4 separate regions of the Mus musculus genome follow, and regions 1, 2 and 3 are each linked to region 4. The links are chromatin contacts, called in public Hi-C, HiChIP or PLAC-seq and Micro-C maps. All regions are on one chromosome and are shown on one strand. The core of a region is the stretch at or near the end of the contact, and the rest is flanking DNA. Distances in the headings are between cores, read along the strand shown. Region 1 has its middle 8.8 kb from the start of Gm39068. Region 2 holds the start of Rnf141 (ring finger protein 141). Region 3 holds the start of Sbf2 (SET binding factor 2). Region 4 holds the start of 1700012D14Rik (RIKEN cDNA 1700012D14 gene).

Evidence for each region. A called contact is a pair of places that touch in the nucleus more often than the background predicts. HiChIP or PLAC-seq counts read pairs in DNA pulled down with a chosen protein or histone mark.
Region 1: a Micro-C map of embryonic stem cells shows a contact between it and region 4, with 2.0 times the contacts expected there. The contact joins the enhancer-like site here to the promoter of 1700012D14Rik in region 4. A contact is called at or near these places in 2 of 484 Hi-C or Micro-C datasets (CD8 T cells and embryonic stem cells) and 1 of 115 datasets of contacts at active chromatin or transcription factors (acute myeloid leukemia).
Region 2: a contact with region 4 is called in a Hi-C map of double positive thymocytes, with 3 times the contacts expected there. The contact joins the promoter of Rnf141 here to the promoter of 1700012D14Rik in region 4. A contact is called at or near these places in 14 of 39 promoter capture datasets (the 3T3-L1 cell line, the C10 cell line, the HPC-7 cell line and 9 more), 4 of 484 Hi-C or Micro-C datasets (CD4 T cells, double positive thymocytes, embryonic stem cells and 1 more) and 2 of 115 datasets of contacts at active chromatin or transcription factors (effector CD8 T cells and pancreatic cancer cells).
Region 3: a FOXA1 HiChIP or PLAC-seq map of pancreatic cancer cells shows a contact between it and region 4. The contact joins the promoter of Sbf2 here to the promoter of 1700012D14Rik in region 4. A contact is called at or near these places in 4 of 39 promoter capture datasets (cranial neural crest, hippocampal neurons, liver and 1 more), 1 of 484 Hi-C or Micro-C datasets (embryonic stem cells) and 1 of 115 datasets of contacts at active chromatin or transcription factors (pancreatic cancer cells).

Annotation. Positions count from the first base shown.
Region 1 is chr7:110,728,967-110,732,736 of GRCm38.p6, reverse strand. No RefSeq gene overlaps it. Among named protein-coding and RNA genes, the nearest start is that of Gm39068, 8.8 kb to the left of the region's middle. Within about 2 kb of position 1,421, at least 38 of the 459 cell types and tissues checked have an H3K27ac peak or open chromatin away from gene starts, as enhancers often do. A contact at or near this core is called in embryonic stem cells, where this site is marked.
Region 2 is chr7:110,842,433-110,845,933 of GRCm38.p6, reverse strand. It overlaps Rnf141 (ring finger protein 141), which reads left to right and starts at 1,553. Exons shown (of 6, transcript NM_025999.3): 1 at 1,553-1,595.
Region 3 is chr7:110,613,389-110,616,778 of GRCm38.p6, reverse strand. It overlaps Sbf2 (SET binding factor 2), which reads left to right and starts at 1,859. Exons shown (of 41, transcript NM_177324.2): 1 at 1,859-2,072. The coding sequence starts at 2,018.
Region 4 is chr7:111,120,729-111,124,363 of GRCm38.p6, reverse strand. 1700012D14Rik (RIKEN cDNA 1700012D14 gene) reads left to right here and starts at 1,689. Exons shown (of 3, transcript NR_015573.2): 1 at 1,689-1,981; 2 at 3,341-3,456.

The sequences.
Region 1 (3,770 bases), core at 172-2,671, 390 kb after region 4:
ATTGTTGGAGAAAGTCATTGGGGGAGAGTCTTAAGGTTTCAAAAAGCCCATCCGATGAGCCCAGGGTCTCTCTCTCTTCCTGCTGCCTACAGATTCACGTAGCTCAGCTCTCGGCTACCTCTCCAGCACCACCATGTCTGCCTGCACGCCATGATTTCCACCATGACAATAACGGGCTAGACCTCTGAAATGGTCTTTTTATAGGTCTATGCTTTCTTTTTATAGAGTTGCTGCGGTCATGGTGCCTCTTCAGAGCAGCAGCTGGCAGCAGGGTCTCTTGTCACTGACAGCTTCTAGGGTTTCTCCTCTCTCTGCCTCACCTCTTCTCAAAGGCACGCTGGGATTACAGATGGGCACTACTGAGTCCAGTCGACTGGGGACTGACACAGGTCCTCATGCTTGCACGGCAAGCACTTTACCCACTGAGCTGTCAGCTGCTCCTTTCCCTCCTTAAGCTGCTCTTGTCAAGTATTTTACCACAGCAAAGAGAACAGTGTCTAACTTACTGCCTGCAACTTCATTCCTTACTGAGTCATAAACAGCCTGCTGCCAGCCCAGCCCAGAAACGTGAGCGCACCCTCACCTCTCCTGCAGAAGCCAGTCATGCCTCCTTCCCCCAAATCCATTTCCCTCATCTGCAAAGTGTGGAAGATGGCATGAGAAAGAACACCGAGGCCCAGGCTCTGGACACGCCTCTTAGATGTGCGGTTTCTGTAAGGGCTCAGAGTTTTCTTAAATGGATCTGTAAAAATAGCTTTTATTCCCAATTACACATTTGTTTTAATATACACATAAACGGAGGTAGCATTTTACTGCGGTGATCATGTCCCATTGATGCTCCAGGGACATGGCCTGTTCAGTCCTAAATACTCATCTGGCCATACCCAGCTACTAGCAGACCGCCTAATGTCCTTTGTGTGAGAGATGGAGGCTGCAGCATTAGCATCTCAGGCCAGGGCCCCAGGGGTCCATGCTGCAGAGTTCAGCTGCCAGCTGCCTGAAGCTCCACAGCAGGCCACAAAATCCTGGGCTCCAGAGAGGTCCCCTTCCTGGACCTCAAACTGTCTTTCCCCATAGCACTTATCCTCTGGAGTCACATGAGAGGAAACCTGAGAATTGAAACTCCCTGCTGTGAGGACTCACAGAGGAACAGCCTGGCCGCCGACCTCCATAAGTAGTCCCTGGCTGCTTTGAGAACTCAGCATGCTGTGTTCATGGCTGTCCCCTGAGATAGGTTGCTGGTTTCTCTCCTTGTTCCCAGAGCAGAGGCCTGGGCAGGTCCTCAGGGTCAAGGCTGGGGCAGAGGTCTCACTCCCTTTGCTCTTTGCTTTGCTCTCTCTGCCTCCATCCTGGGCCAGAGTCCTTTTTTGTCTCCCTGACCTTGTCCCTGCCCTGGTCCTCATTACTCTCTGCCCTGTGGTGTTACAAGATTCCCTCCTTGGTTTCCATCCCCCTCCACCCTCTGGTTTCCTGTCAGTAAACACAATCCATTCTGGAGTGTAACAACAGGCCAGTATCCCAAATGGACAAGGGCCCCTGAGGACAGGCAGTGGAGCTGGCTATAGCTTCTAAGTTTCCAGTCAGGCCTGGATGGTCCCCCTACTGAACTAAAGACACTATCCGCATCTAGTCTGGACTATGCCTTGTGTGAGATTCTAGGGGGACAGCTTCGGGAAACACACAGCATGGCCCAGTCCCCGAGAGGAGGCAGGTCCAAGAAGCTGAAATTATCATGGTCAGCTGCACACCAAGGCACCTGGAGAATGGACAAGGGGAAGGGAAGGAAAGAAAGGAGAGAGGAAGAAATCAGGGTGGCCACCCTGCTATGACCTTGACTCTCCAACATCTCTCTGTGGTATCAATTTCTGATTTGAAGAGAAACTCCCAGTCACAAGATCAACAGAGTTCACTTGAGTTCTAGACAGGGAGAGGGATGCGAACAAGACAAGATGAATCCCAAAACTCAGGGACAGCAAGTCCAAGACAGAGATGTCTGTGGATATTTATAAGTGAGAACTGTAACTGATGTGTAGAAACTCAGAGACCCACCCGAGCATCCCACAAAGCAAGCTACTTCCCTAGCCTGTACCCTTGATCCTAGGGGAAGTGAGGCGGTGCCCGAAGAGCTCCTACTCTAAGTCTTAGATAGTTACCTAACAGATGTCTTTGTATAGACCTCATCCGTAAGCAAATTTGATGGCTAGAGTGGTAGTGCACACCCGTGAACCCCAGCGCTGGAGACGCAGAGGCAGAGGATTGATGGTTTCAGGCTAGCTTGGAAAACAAAGCAACAACCCTGTCTCGACAACAAAATAAAAACACCACAGATTTTGGCCTATGTCTATAGACTTAGTCCTTAGGATGCTGAGGCAGCAAGATCATTTGACTCTAGGATAGCAGTACACGCCTGGGAAACACAGGGAAACTGTCTCAAACAAACAAGAGAGACAATAAAATCAGAGCTTAGTTAACTGAGACCCTTGGTGCCTGTAGCCTGCTGTGCTTGCATGTGGTCCAAAATATGCTAGGGTAGCTGAGAGGTCAGCTGAGAGGTCAGTCCTTTATGAGGCGGGACCTAGCAGGAGACTCTTAGGTCTCTGGGGAAGCTGCCCTTATAAGAGATTAAGGTAGGTCTTATGGGGCCCCTGGGGTCTCGAGAGAGTTACGCGAATGAGCCTGAGGCCCGCATGGTGGTTCACACCTGGATTCCTAGCACTCAAGAAGCAAAAGCCGGAGGATTGCTGCAGGTCTGAGGCCAGCTCTAACTACACAGTGAGTTCCAGGCCATCCTGGGCTACCTCGTGAGACACTATCAAACAGAGCAAAAAAGACCCACTTCTTAATTTAAGATCCAATCCCTTCCTTCCACATGCTCCTCCAGTTGATGCCATCCAATGGGCCCCCCAGTCTTGGACTTCCACCCCAGAATGTGAGCTAAACTGCCTATCTTTCCTTTACAGAGTTAGCCTGTCCCAGGAAAGCAAGCCTGACTAACACAGTTCCTGACACGATTTTATGTCTATCTCTGGCCCTCTCTTACTGTTTTAGTTGTGCCTGGACCCTAATGGTTTCTGAAAGCTAATTTGAAAGTCAAATTCAGAAGACTGGAAGTGTAACCGTCCAACTGTGCTAAGAACAGTACTCAGCTTCTTCAAATGCTGAAAGGACGGCTGGGGTTCATTCAAAGCGCATAGGAGCTGAGAGCCTGCAACAAAACGTAAAGGCTGTGGCTTTTTACAATACTGAGAGCCAGGCATTCGAGATCCACTCCCTCTCCAGAGCCCGCCACCCTCAGAGTTCCTATACTGAATATACCTTTGTAAGACAGGAGTTGGCAAGCTACCACTGCCAACCAAACCATGCCTGTCAATGGGCTAAAAAAATAGTTTTTATAGTTTTTTTTTTTTAACAGTTGGAAGGGAGATCAAAAGAAAAAGAAGAGTTAGGGGCTGGGGATGTAGCTCAGTTGACAGACTGCTTACAGGATACTGGGGTTTGAGCCCCAGAACTGCATGAATCATTTAAACCCAGGGTGGTGGTGCACTCCTGGAACCAATCCAGCATGTGGGCGGTGGAGGCAGGAGGGCCAAGAGTTCAAGGTCAGGGCTGGAGAGTTGGCTCAGTGGTTAAGAGCACTTGCTGCTCTTCCAGAGGCGCCAGACTGGACTTCTAACACCAATATGGTGACTTACTAATGGTCTGGAACTGCAGCAGCAGGGGATCTGATGCCCTCTTCTGGCCACCTTGATATGTTTATGGTACAGACAGAC
Region 2 (3,501 bases), core at 304-2,803, 280 kb after region 4:
GGAATGTAGTTGGCATATACTAAACTATATATGAGTAAGGTGTACAATTTGAGAAGTTTTCATATTACATTCATGTCTGTGGTGTCATGCTCTAAGACAGTGAACATAGCCAATACCCTAAAATGTTTCTTCTTACCCTTTGAAGGTTTGGAGGACTTGTGTTTGAGTCTGAGCCAAGGCTTAAACATGCTAGGCAAGTGTTTTACCGTTGAGTCAGCCACCTCTAGTTCCCATTCTAACACTGTAGTGTTTCCTACCTGACACCACCCGCTAAGCAACCACTGATCTGATTTTGCCACTAAAGATTCCTGGGGGCGGGGGCTATTCTAGAAAATTTTTTTGGAAGGTCTATCTTCTTTCAGCCTAAGTATTTCAGGCTCATCCACATTGTTAAGTGTGTCAATCATGTATTCTTTATTATTGCTGAGTAATATTCCATTGTGTGACTTTATTTCAGTTGTTTTCCATTCACCTGTTGATATGTTGTCATAGGGTTTCTACTGCTGTGAAGAGACACCATGATCAGAGAAACTCGTATAAAGGAAAACAATTCATTGGGGCTGACTTAGAATTCCGTGGTTTAGTCCATAATAGTCATGGTGGGAAGCATGGCAGCACACAGGCAGACATGCTGGAGAGGTAGCTGAGAGTTCTACATCTGGATCAGCAGGCAGCAGGAAGAGAGAGTGACACTGGGTCTGACCTACGCATCTGAAAACTCAAAGCCCACCCCTAGTGACATATTTTCTCCAACAAAGCCTTATCTATTGCAGCAAGGCCACACTTCCTAATAGTGCCATTCCCTGTGGGCCTATGGGGACCATTTTCATTCAAACCACCACATCAGGTATCTGATGTTGGTGTACTAGTCTTCATGTGGATCTATTCTAGAAGCAGGATGACTGGACTATGTGGTTGGAATGTTTGTGCTTAGGTTTTAAAGAAATGGCCACAATCTCGTTCCACAATGATTGTATCATTTTACATCCCCAACAGACAATCTGAACAGATTTGTTCAGCATCTTTGTCAATATTTAATACAGTTCTTTTCATTTTAGCCACTGTGGTATTGTATTGATAATTCACTTCCCTTCTAATTTGCATAATGGTCTCAGACATCATTTCATGTGCTTATTTGCTATCCATAAATCTAAAAGGCTAGTCTAGTCTTTGGCCATTTAAAAAAATTGTGGGTTTTTTTGTTGTTGTTGTTGTTTTTTTTTTTTTTGGGGGGGGGAGGGGTAAGAATTGTGTATTCTAATTAGAAGTCCTTTGTTAAATATATTTTGCTTTTCCAAAGCCTGTGACTTGCCTCTTCATTTTTTTGTCCTTTTTTACAAAAGTATTTAATTTTATTGATTTCTATGTATGTGACTATTTTGCCTACAGGTGTGTGTCAGCAGCCTTGAGCTACAAAAACCTCCAAAGCCAACAGGGGGGGGTGGAGCTCCGTCTCCAGGCAACGCGCGAGGGCGTGGCCTTACGTCACTGAGGTGCGACTGGTTTGCGGGCCGCGCCGCTGCCGCCTAGCGGGTTTAGCTAAGCAGCAGCCGAGGCGGTGTCCCTGGTGCGAGGAGAGCGATGCCTTGAACTGGGTGAGCCTTGCAGCGCCGCCCCTTCGCTGTGTCCCTTCCCAGCCACTCCACGGTCCTGGAGTAGGGAGTGGAGGCCCGGGCAGCACCAGGGTGTGAAACCGGGCTTCAGAGGAGCTAGGGCCCCTTGTCAGGGCCTCGGCTGCGGGCTTTGGGCACCGATTCCTGGGCGGGTGGAGACTCTGGGTCCGCCTTCTCGGTGGCGGTGGAGACTCTGGGTCCGCCTTCGCGGTGGTGCTGAGGAGAGCTTTCAGAGATCAGCTCGAGCGGTTTTGAATCTTGGCGCTGGCGCACTGAGCAGTTTAGCTGTTGGTTAGCAGAGCAGGTGCGCCAAGGAGGGGCTGAGGGGCGGGTGCTGGGGCCAGGGCGGCAGGGTGGCCACAGGGCAAGGCTTCTGAGGGAGAGCCTGGGCCCGTGGTGTCGGCCAGCCCTCCTACTAAACCCGCCCCGGCAGTGCACCCGGGCCCTTGCTTGTCAAGCTAATTGCTACCTTTTGAGGACCGACATTAAAAAAAAAGTTTCCTTGCTAATCATAATTGTAGGGTAAGTTGCCTTCTGTGTGCAGTTTCATTACAAAACTGTGGGGTTACTGTTGTTGCAATTTGTCTCCAGCCTACCTTCATATTCTTCATATTCCGACCCAGCCCCATTTCCTGATGCCCAGCATTTCTTGTCCTTCTTCTGGAGTACATGTAGCTCCAGTAACACTCCCAGTTGCTTTTAATCCGTGCTTCTCAAACTAAGACCATCTTTTCCACACCCCCTTACCGTGCTTGCTATAGAATGAAATTCACCCTTTAGACTTTTACTTGGGCTTGAACTGTCACCCGACCAATGGTCCTGATAGTTGTCCTTGAAAAGTAATGCCTTCTGAATTCAGAGCCCTCAGGACTTGCGTGGATTTTGTTTTACCCCTTTTGTGCTGGCTGGTTTCGGTTTCTGTCTTAACATGATTGTGTTTTTCAAGACTATGTTATCTTTGTCATTTGGCGTAAGGGAACCATATATATAAGGGACATATAGGATAGATATTCTCTGAATATATCTAAATTCTTTTAACTAGAGGAAGTTGATTTCTCTTTCTAAAAAGGTAGAGAAGGTGCAAAGAGAATATTTTTCTTTCTAAGTCAGAGTGTACTTACTACTTGGTGTGTGCTTTGTCAGGCTGTCTATAATACTTGCCAATTTTCCAAGAATCCATGAAAGGATGAATGGATAATCTATAAGGAAAATTAACAACTGGTGCTATTAGAACTCCAGCACTTACTCAGTACTCTGTTTGTTTATAGGTTTTCAGGTTTTATTTTATTTTATTGAGATTTCTTTAGTTTTATTTCTCCTCCTTAATACCTTTGACCCCAGAACAGGCATTCTAGATTCTATACCGACTCTGACCAGCCTAATCATTGGATATCTGTATAAACTTAGAGTTTGTATAAATAGTGAATAATAAGTTAAGTAGTGTCATTCGAGCCCCAATTGTAGAACTTAGTATGTATTACTAAGATGGAAGATGGTACAAAATTTAACAAATTTCAAAGGTGCCTTTGATACCGAAGTCATTGTTGACTAGTCATCTGATGTGACACCAGAAGTCAGCCTTAGGTCTGGATAGACTACACACCTAGTGGCCAGCAAGTCCCAGGGATCTTCCTGTCCCTGCACACACACACACCCGGCCTGGCACTAAGATCACAAGTGTGCCACTGCGCTGTCCTTTCACATGAGTTCAGGGGTAGAACTGAGGCCCGGGTGCTTCCTGGAGGTCCTTTCCCAGCTGAACTCTCCAGCCCTCACCCAGTTGTCTTGCACTTTGATGGGCTCAGTTTTCCTCTGTGTCATTTCTGAATGACTTATGTTTCACATTTTCAGGGAGTTCCTTGGGTGAGTATTATTAGTGATGCAGTTG
Region 3 (3,390 bases), core at 610-3,109, 510 kb after region 4:
TGTATGGATGCTTGGATGTTTGTGTGCCACATGCATGCCTGCTGCTGGAGGAAGCCAGAAGGTATTGGATCCTGTGCAAATGGAGTCACACATGGTTGTGAACTGTCCCTGTGGCTGCTGGGAATCAATTCCAGTCCCCTGGAAGGGCAGGCAGCACAGGTCTCTCAACTGCTGAATCATCTTCCCAGACCTTATCCCAAATTAAAAAAAAAAAAAGTAAAATTGAGGGAACAAATCCCCACAATAATAATTTATATGGAATCCATCCCCTACCAGCTGTAATCAAGGCAGTTCCAGGAGGACAACGCCGCCGACAGAATAGGGAAGGACTTTCTACCATGGCTGTTAAGCACTGGAATGGCAGTCTGTAGAGGAAGTGAGATTACTCTTTACTGAAAAAGTGGAGGAAGAGCTCCCAGGGAAGTTACCTGGAAATTTTCTCTATGAGGTGTGGCAGGTTGTTTTGTTTGCTTTCATTATTTTGAAAACTAACCTAGTTTTCATCACTGCAGGTATGCTGATTCCGTCTGACTAGAAGCTGATTACAAAGGAGGTCCCGAGGTAAAGTACCCCTTCCCTTTCAATTCTTCTAGCATAGCCCAACCCTCTCAGACCTGCTGAAAGGTCTGGCCTTTTGCTGTCGATATAGTTTAACGGTAGCAGGCTTGCCCAGCATGTAGGAGGCCCTAAGTTCAATTTCCAACGCGGAAGCGGGAAAGGGGAACGCTGGCCCAGAAGAGAGAATTAGTCAGAGCAGCTGAGACTATGACCCTTTGGACTCTGAGTTCACAGCTCCAGGCACTAGCTTTCTGCTGGTCTTTGGCAGAGGGCGTGTGTTGCACTAGGCACGTTAGAACCTACTACGTACAATCTATAGAAGGATCAAACCCTCAGTGAACGATGGCTTCACGATCACTTCTAAACCATAGGTTCTGAAAACTTCATAGTTCAAATACATACACTACTACTAAAATTTCATGATCATTAAGAAGTAACAAAGTTAAAAAAAAAAAGTGACAAATCCAAGTGTGCCAGCCAAATTAGAAAACATCGGTAGGAGATATTTCTTAAAAACGCAATCGACTTGAATGCTCTCTAGGCTCTCAAAGTGCCCTATGAATTCTGTGGAGTGTTTGCAGTAGAGCAACTTGAAGTTAACACCTGCTTCAGCCTGAAAAGTCCTGAGACAGTGAAAAAGGCAGTGAAAGTCAGGCGGGCGGGGCTCCCCGGGGAGAGACCGGCCCATTTTAGGAGGATCCCGGGGATGCCCCTGTTCCTAGGTGGAATAACTCCCTGGGGCACTCAGAGGAAAGCCCAAGCTGACCGCCCCCAGCCCAGGCAGCCCCGAAACCAGAGGCGCCTCTGAAGATTGCGCAAGTCTTTTCCTCCCCCGCCTGCTTGGTGGCATGTTTCTAAAATTCCCATCTGCACAACATAAACAGGAAACGTGCAGCAAAAAGCCTTGGCGGTGCAAATTCCAAGCTTCCAGCCGAGGGCGGGAGAATTTCATCCGTGCTGCCGGTGGCAGCAAGCGGCACCAAAGAACAAACTTTCCAAGTGACCCCGCACCCCTCCATCCCCTTTTCCCCCCGACTGCAAAAGGGAGATGGCGGAAGGAAGGACCCCTGCTCCAGGAAAATAAAGAACCGGGCGGGGGTGGGGGGCGTTGAGGCAGCAGCTGGGCCTCTAAGCGCCCGGCCTCGGTGGCGGCGCGAGGCCAGGCCGCGCCGGGCCGCCCACCTCGCGAGCCGCGTGTCCGAGCGGCCTCCGGGCGCCGCGTGGGTTCGCGGACGCCGGGCACTGGGTCGTCGAGCCCTTTCGGGTGGGGCGGGGGAGGGGCGGGCGCGAGGCGCGGCGCAGGCGCAGTGAGCGCCTCGGTTGTCAAACATGGCTGAAGCGCCGCTGCTACCGCTACAGCCGCCGAAGGGAAAATGCTGAGCTCGCCCGGGCCGGGTGGGCGGCGGCGGCGGCGAGGGCGGCGACGGGAACCCGCTTCCCGGGCGCGGCGGCGGCGGTCATGGCCCGGCTGGCCGACTACTTCATTGTGGTAGGCTACGACCACGAGAAGCCAGGTAAGGGTGTGGGGCGGGCGCCGCCCCCGGGCTTCGCCTCCGCCCCCGGCAGCCGTCCAGTGGGCTCGGCGGGGCCGGGCGTCGCGGCTGGGAGGCGGGGAGGCGGGCGGGCCGGGTCCCGCGGTGGAGGAGCTGCGGGTCGACTGGTGTCGGCCTTCGCGGCGGGGCCGAGCCTGGCTGCGGTGGGCGTGTGTGAGGGAACCGTCGGACGGCGGTAGCGGGGCTAGGCCGCGGCGGTGCGGCCGGGGACTGGCGGGCCGGACCGGTGGCGAGCCTGCCCGCGCGCCGCCACGCGCTTCTGCGGAGGCGGCTGGCACCCGGGACCGCGCCCTCGTGCCTGTGGAGTTGGGAGGGCGGGAGCACACTGTACGAGGCTCCTAGGGATACACTGTGTCCTGCATCCTGAATAGGAGTGACGCTGGGGGCAGTCCTCCCGGAAAGGAAGTGCCGAGAGTCCTGCGCTGCCTCCCGCCGGCCCGGGGTGTGTGTGGGGGGAGGGGGAGGCTGGACATCCCGGCCGAACGCCGGGTACTTGGATAGGTCAAAGGATCCGAGCACTTTGAAACATTTCTAGGAAAATTGTTTCAGGACGTATGTGTCGGCATTCCAGAATGAAAGGACTCTGCTAAGCAAAGAGAGCCGGCCGACCACTGCAGGTGCTCTCTCTCACTTAGCTCTCACGTGTTTTGATTGTTCTCTGGTTTTTCTCGGCCGAGAATTTTTCACAAGGAACAGTTTGGCAGATAGGTTGCTTTTTACACTTCGGTGGACTAGCACAACCAGAAGTATACAGGGCTCATGCACGTTCATTTTCGTAATTGTATCTCTTTGTGTTGCTGTTTATAGATAAGCGGGATGTGCTAACAAGGTTATTGTAGAGCAGGGGAAGCTACAGTCTCGCAGTTGCAAGGGATTTTAGATACCAGCGCTCCACCCCCTTCCATGTCCCCGAGGTGCTTAGGTTGTGCTTTGCTGATGTTAGTCGTTGCACCAGCATACCATTGTTCTGCCCACCTCTTTTTATTATTTATCCCTAAGGATTTATTTCAGAGATGGGAGCCTTCACATTCTTTTCTCACCACTACCTAATTGAGGTCAATTAGGAGAAGCAGGCTCTTGCTGGGCAAGCCTGGAGACCTGAGCCATGAAAAGGTGCCAGGCAAGAACTGATTGCCCACAGTTGTCCTCTGACCTTCCTGGGTGTGCCCTGGCATGCATGCCCACTCCCACCATGAAGACACACAATAAATAAAAGGAGAAGACGTCGGGCTGTATTTGGAGAATCTTCTGGCTGCTCCAAAATGCCCTGTCCTTTCTT
Region 4 (3,635 bases), core at 440-2,939:
ATTCTCAGTCTGTGTGGTAATCTCTCCTTAACCCTCCCAGTGCTGGGATTACGAAGTGTGCCAACACACCCAGCTTTCAGTTCCTTTTTAAAAGTGAGGCCCCACCTTCTTTACTGATATATTGTTGTAATCTTACAAGTCTTTAATATAAATTAACTTTGTATGAGAGCATGCATGCACACAAGCAAATACACAATTTGTGGTTCCCACAACTAAAAAGGAACCCAACATAGACTATCAGTTGGTCATGTTTGCAAAATGTACTTCTCTATGCTCTAAGTCCTTACCTATAACTAGGATCTGATCTTAGACTGGTGATGAGTATATGAATTAAAACATTGAAAGAACATGAAACAGCCAGGTGGTGATGGTGCATACCTTTAATTCCAGCACAGGAGGCAGGGGCAGGCAGATCTCTATGAGTTCAAGGCCAGCCTAGTCTAGAGAGCAAGTTCTAGGGCAGCCAAGGCTACACAAAGAAACCCTGTCTCAAATATCAAAACAAAACAAAAAGTACATAAAACAGCCCCTGGCTCCTACAGTGCACTCTATAAACAGTATTATTATCTTTATTTGCTGAGTCCTACATTGCCTGTATTTTTCTCTCAACCAACATATATTATAATCATAACTGTATATAAATATATAATAAATTATAATTTGACACAGCAATTAACAGAAAAAAATCTGTATGTTTCAAGAACAGTAGACTCGTCAGCATATAGAGCCTAAGTTAAATCCTAGTCTTTAATTAAACACGAATATGTTTAATTATTCTTCCCATTGTCTTATTTTTGAGTTTTTTTTCCAATTTACAAAGACACAAACCAGGTATGTGAAGTTCACATTGGGGACATATATAAAAATATATAATAAACAAAATCTTATTCCAAAATTATACTGAAGCTTGATGACTGCCATCAGTCCTGATAACTACTATTAAGGGTTAGGCTTCGCGGGGCATGGTGGCACATGCTTTTTAATCCCTACACACAGGACCTCAAGCCTGGCCATGCCCTTTTGGAAAAGAGGGAGAACGGGGATAGATGGCTTAAACACCCAAATGTTGCCAGCCCACCCAACAGAGATGAGTTGGTAACGCTGAGGTAAACCTCAGAAAAAGAAGAGTTCTAAGGATTTTCCCTTTCGTCCTGCTGGGCCACCTGGGAGGCCAAACATCAGGCGTGCCCTTGGCCTGGCCTAACCCCCCGGCTGGTAAAGGTTTATGCACGCCGAGTAAGGTGAGTTTTTTCTTCCCGCTTCCAAGCACTGAGTGACCGGGCCACCATCAGCCTAGGCTGGCGAGCTCAGGATCCATAGCTGTCTCAGCAGTCCTTGCAGAGCGACAGAGCTGAGGGAAATGCCGACTGGGCCGCCATCTGTCTGTCAGCATCAGCCACGTGGAACTGGAGGAGCCCCGGAATCTGCTCTCTAAACCCGCGCCAGGCCCACGGCGTGCCGGGGAATTCAGAAAACAATGGCTTCGCCCGCCAGCCCGGAGCCCAGAGCCGGCTAGGCGGCTCCCAGGTCACACCGCGCCTCAACCAAACTTGGGCTCTTAGTCCCGCCTCGCTGCTCAGCGCGGATTGGCGGTAGGGATGAGCTCTGTCGCTGATTGGACAGCGGCGAAGTCGCTCCTGCAGACCATCGCGTCTGGCCGCAGTGGAGCTCTAAGAGTCCCTGAATTCAGACTTCAGGCCGCGCCGTCCGAGAGTCGGGGCCCTTTGAGGTGGCTTAGGCGGTATCCCTGAGTTGACAGCATCACCCCGTCCCGCGTCCTCCTCTCCTCTGTTTTGTTTTTCATCTCTCCCTCCTCCCTCCAGTCCCCGACGACTGGCCCTAGACCCTCGCTGAAGGTGAGCTGAGCCACCGGCGAGTGGGCCGCTCCGAAATGGCCGCTGCCTTGAGCTGTCTAAAATGGCGGTCTCGTGCTCGGCTGGGGACCGCGACGCGGCTCTGCAGCCCAGCCGCAGCCGAGACGGTAGGGCGATGGAGATGGAGTGGAAAGGTGTTGGGTGTGTTGACACGACTTCATGTCGATGGCACAGTCGACATTCCTGGGGCGAGAGGAATCCTGTGTCACCCACTGGTAGGCTAGGGCAAGAAGCATGCCTCCGGGGGCGTGGTGCTCTGCGAGCAGTGCACGCCTGGCCCGGAGGGATGGCTGTCACTGGCCGCAGGGCGAAGTGACCGCGTTGAAATACTTCTAGGTCCTAGTGGAGCTGCCCGGCCCCTTCTGCTTCTTAACCTTTGCGATTGGCCTGCGCTCCCGTTCACACCTAGGGCCGCCTGGCAGCAAAAGGCCCCTAAGGGGAGACCCTAGTGTTCCCTGAAAGGAACTGGAAACTTAGGAGGGCAGATGCTTTGTCCCCAAGAGCTGCTGGGATGTACCTCAGAAGAGAAAGGAATACGGGGCCCTTTTAAGAAAACAAAGCTACTTTTTTTTGTGCCCACTTGACAACGAGGTGGGGAAACTTCATTTTATGGTGAACCAGTGGCTCCGAGAAGCTCTCTGTTTTGCTAAATTTAAATCGAGGCTGGAAGGAGAGTCCACTGCTAAGGAATAGGTTTTCTAACTACTGCCTAGTTTAAGATTGCTGCCTTCGCCTGTTACAACACGCTGGCAATCTGTTTGTACACACACACCAACCTCTAGTACCAAATGCTCGTTATGCTTGATGAAGTAGAAAACTCCCAAGTACTGTCGAGGCACGTGGGCTGCACAGTCAGTTTGGGAACTCTGTTCATTCTTCACTGACTAAATGTGTTAACCTAGCAGGTGCCAACTTCCCTGTATCTTTCTCTAAAATGCAGTCGTTGATAATCTCAGGTTCTTGACAATTAGATGAATTAACCTTTATGAGGAATTGGGCACAGATACTAACAGGCCACAGAAAATAAGAGAGTTACTCAGTAAGCATTAATTGTTAGATCGGGGACAGACTGGTTATAGTAACAGCATATGTCATGTAACACTTGCATATCTGATTCCACTTTAGATTGAGTTTTTAGTTTTAGAGATATTGAAATGGGGCTGTATTTAAAAAAAAAAAAAAAACTCAGTTGGTTTTTATTCCCACCACCACCACCCACGAATGTTTCTATGTCAGTGGGTAAAAAAGCATTTCAAAGCAAGGAAATTACCAGAACAGTAAGTGGAATGGAAAATATTAGCATATTTACTTTACTACATACTAGGCATTCTCTGTTTACATCCCAAGAGCTGCATTGTAGTGAAAAATCATTTGTATTGACTATATTTAAAATATGATAAATTGTCATGGTAGACATTGATACTTCTGCTTGCTGCAGTGTCTGATTTTAACTTTTCTTATTCTAGGCTTCTGGTTACTCCCGTTCCCACCCTATCCCTTAATTTTATTTTTCTGAAGAATCTGCAGTTCAAGCTATCAAGGTGGAGAGAGCAATTACAGAAAGACGTGTTCATTGTTTCAGGTATTTTACCTACTAGGTGTTAACAGGAGAACCATTTTGATTGAAGAGCTAAAACGATAGGATAGAGCTTAATCCTTAAGCACATGGCATTTAAATCAACAGGAACAATCTGTATTCCTTTACAAATTTAATTTAAATCTCAGGGAATATTCACTAGACGGTCTTAAGTTTGTATTACC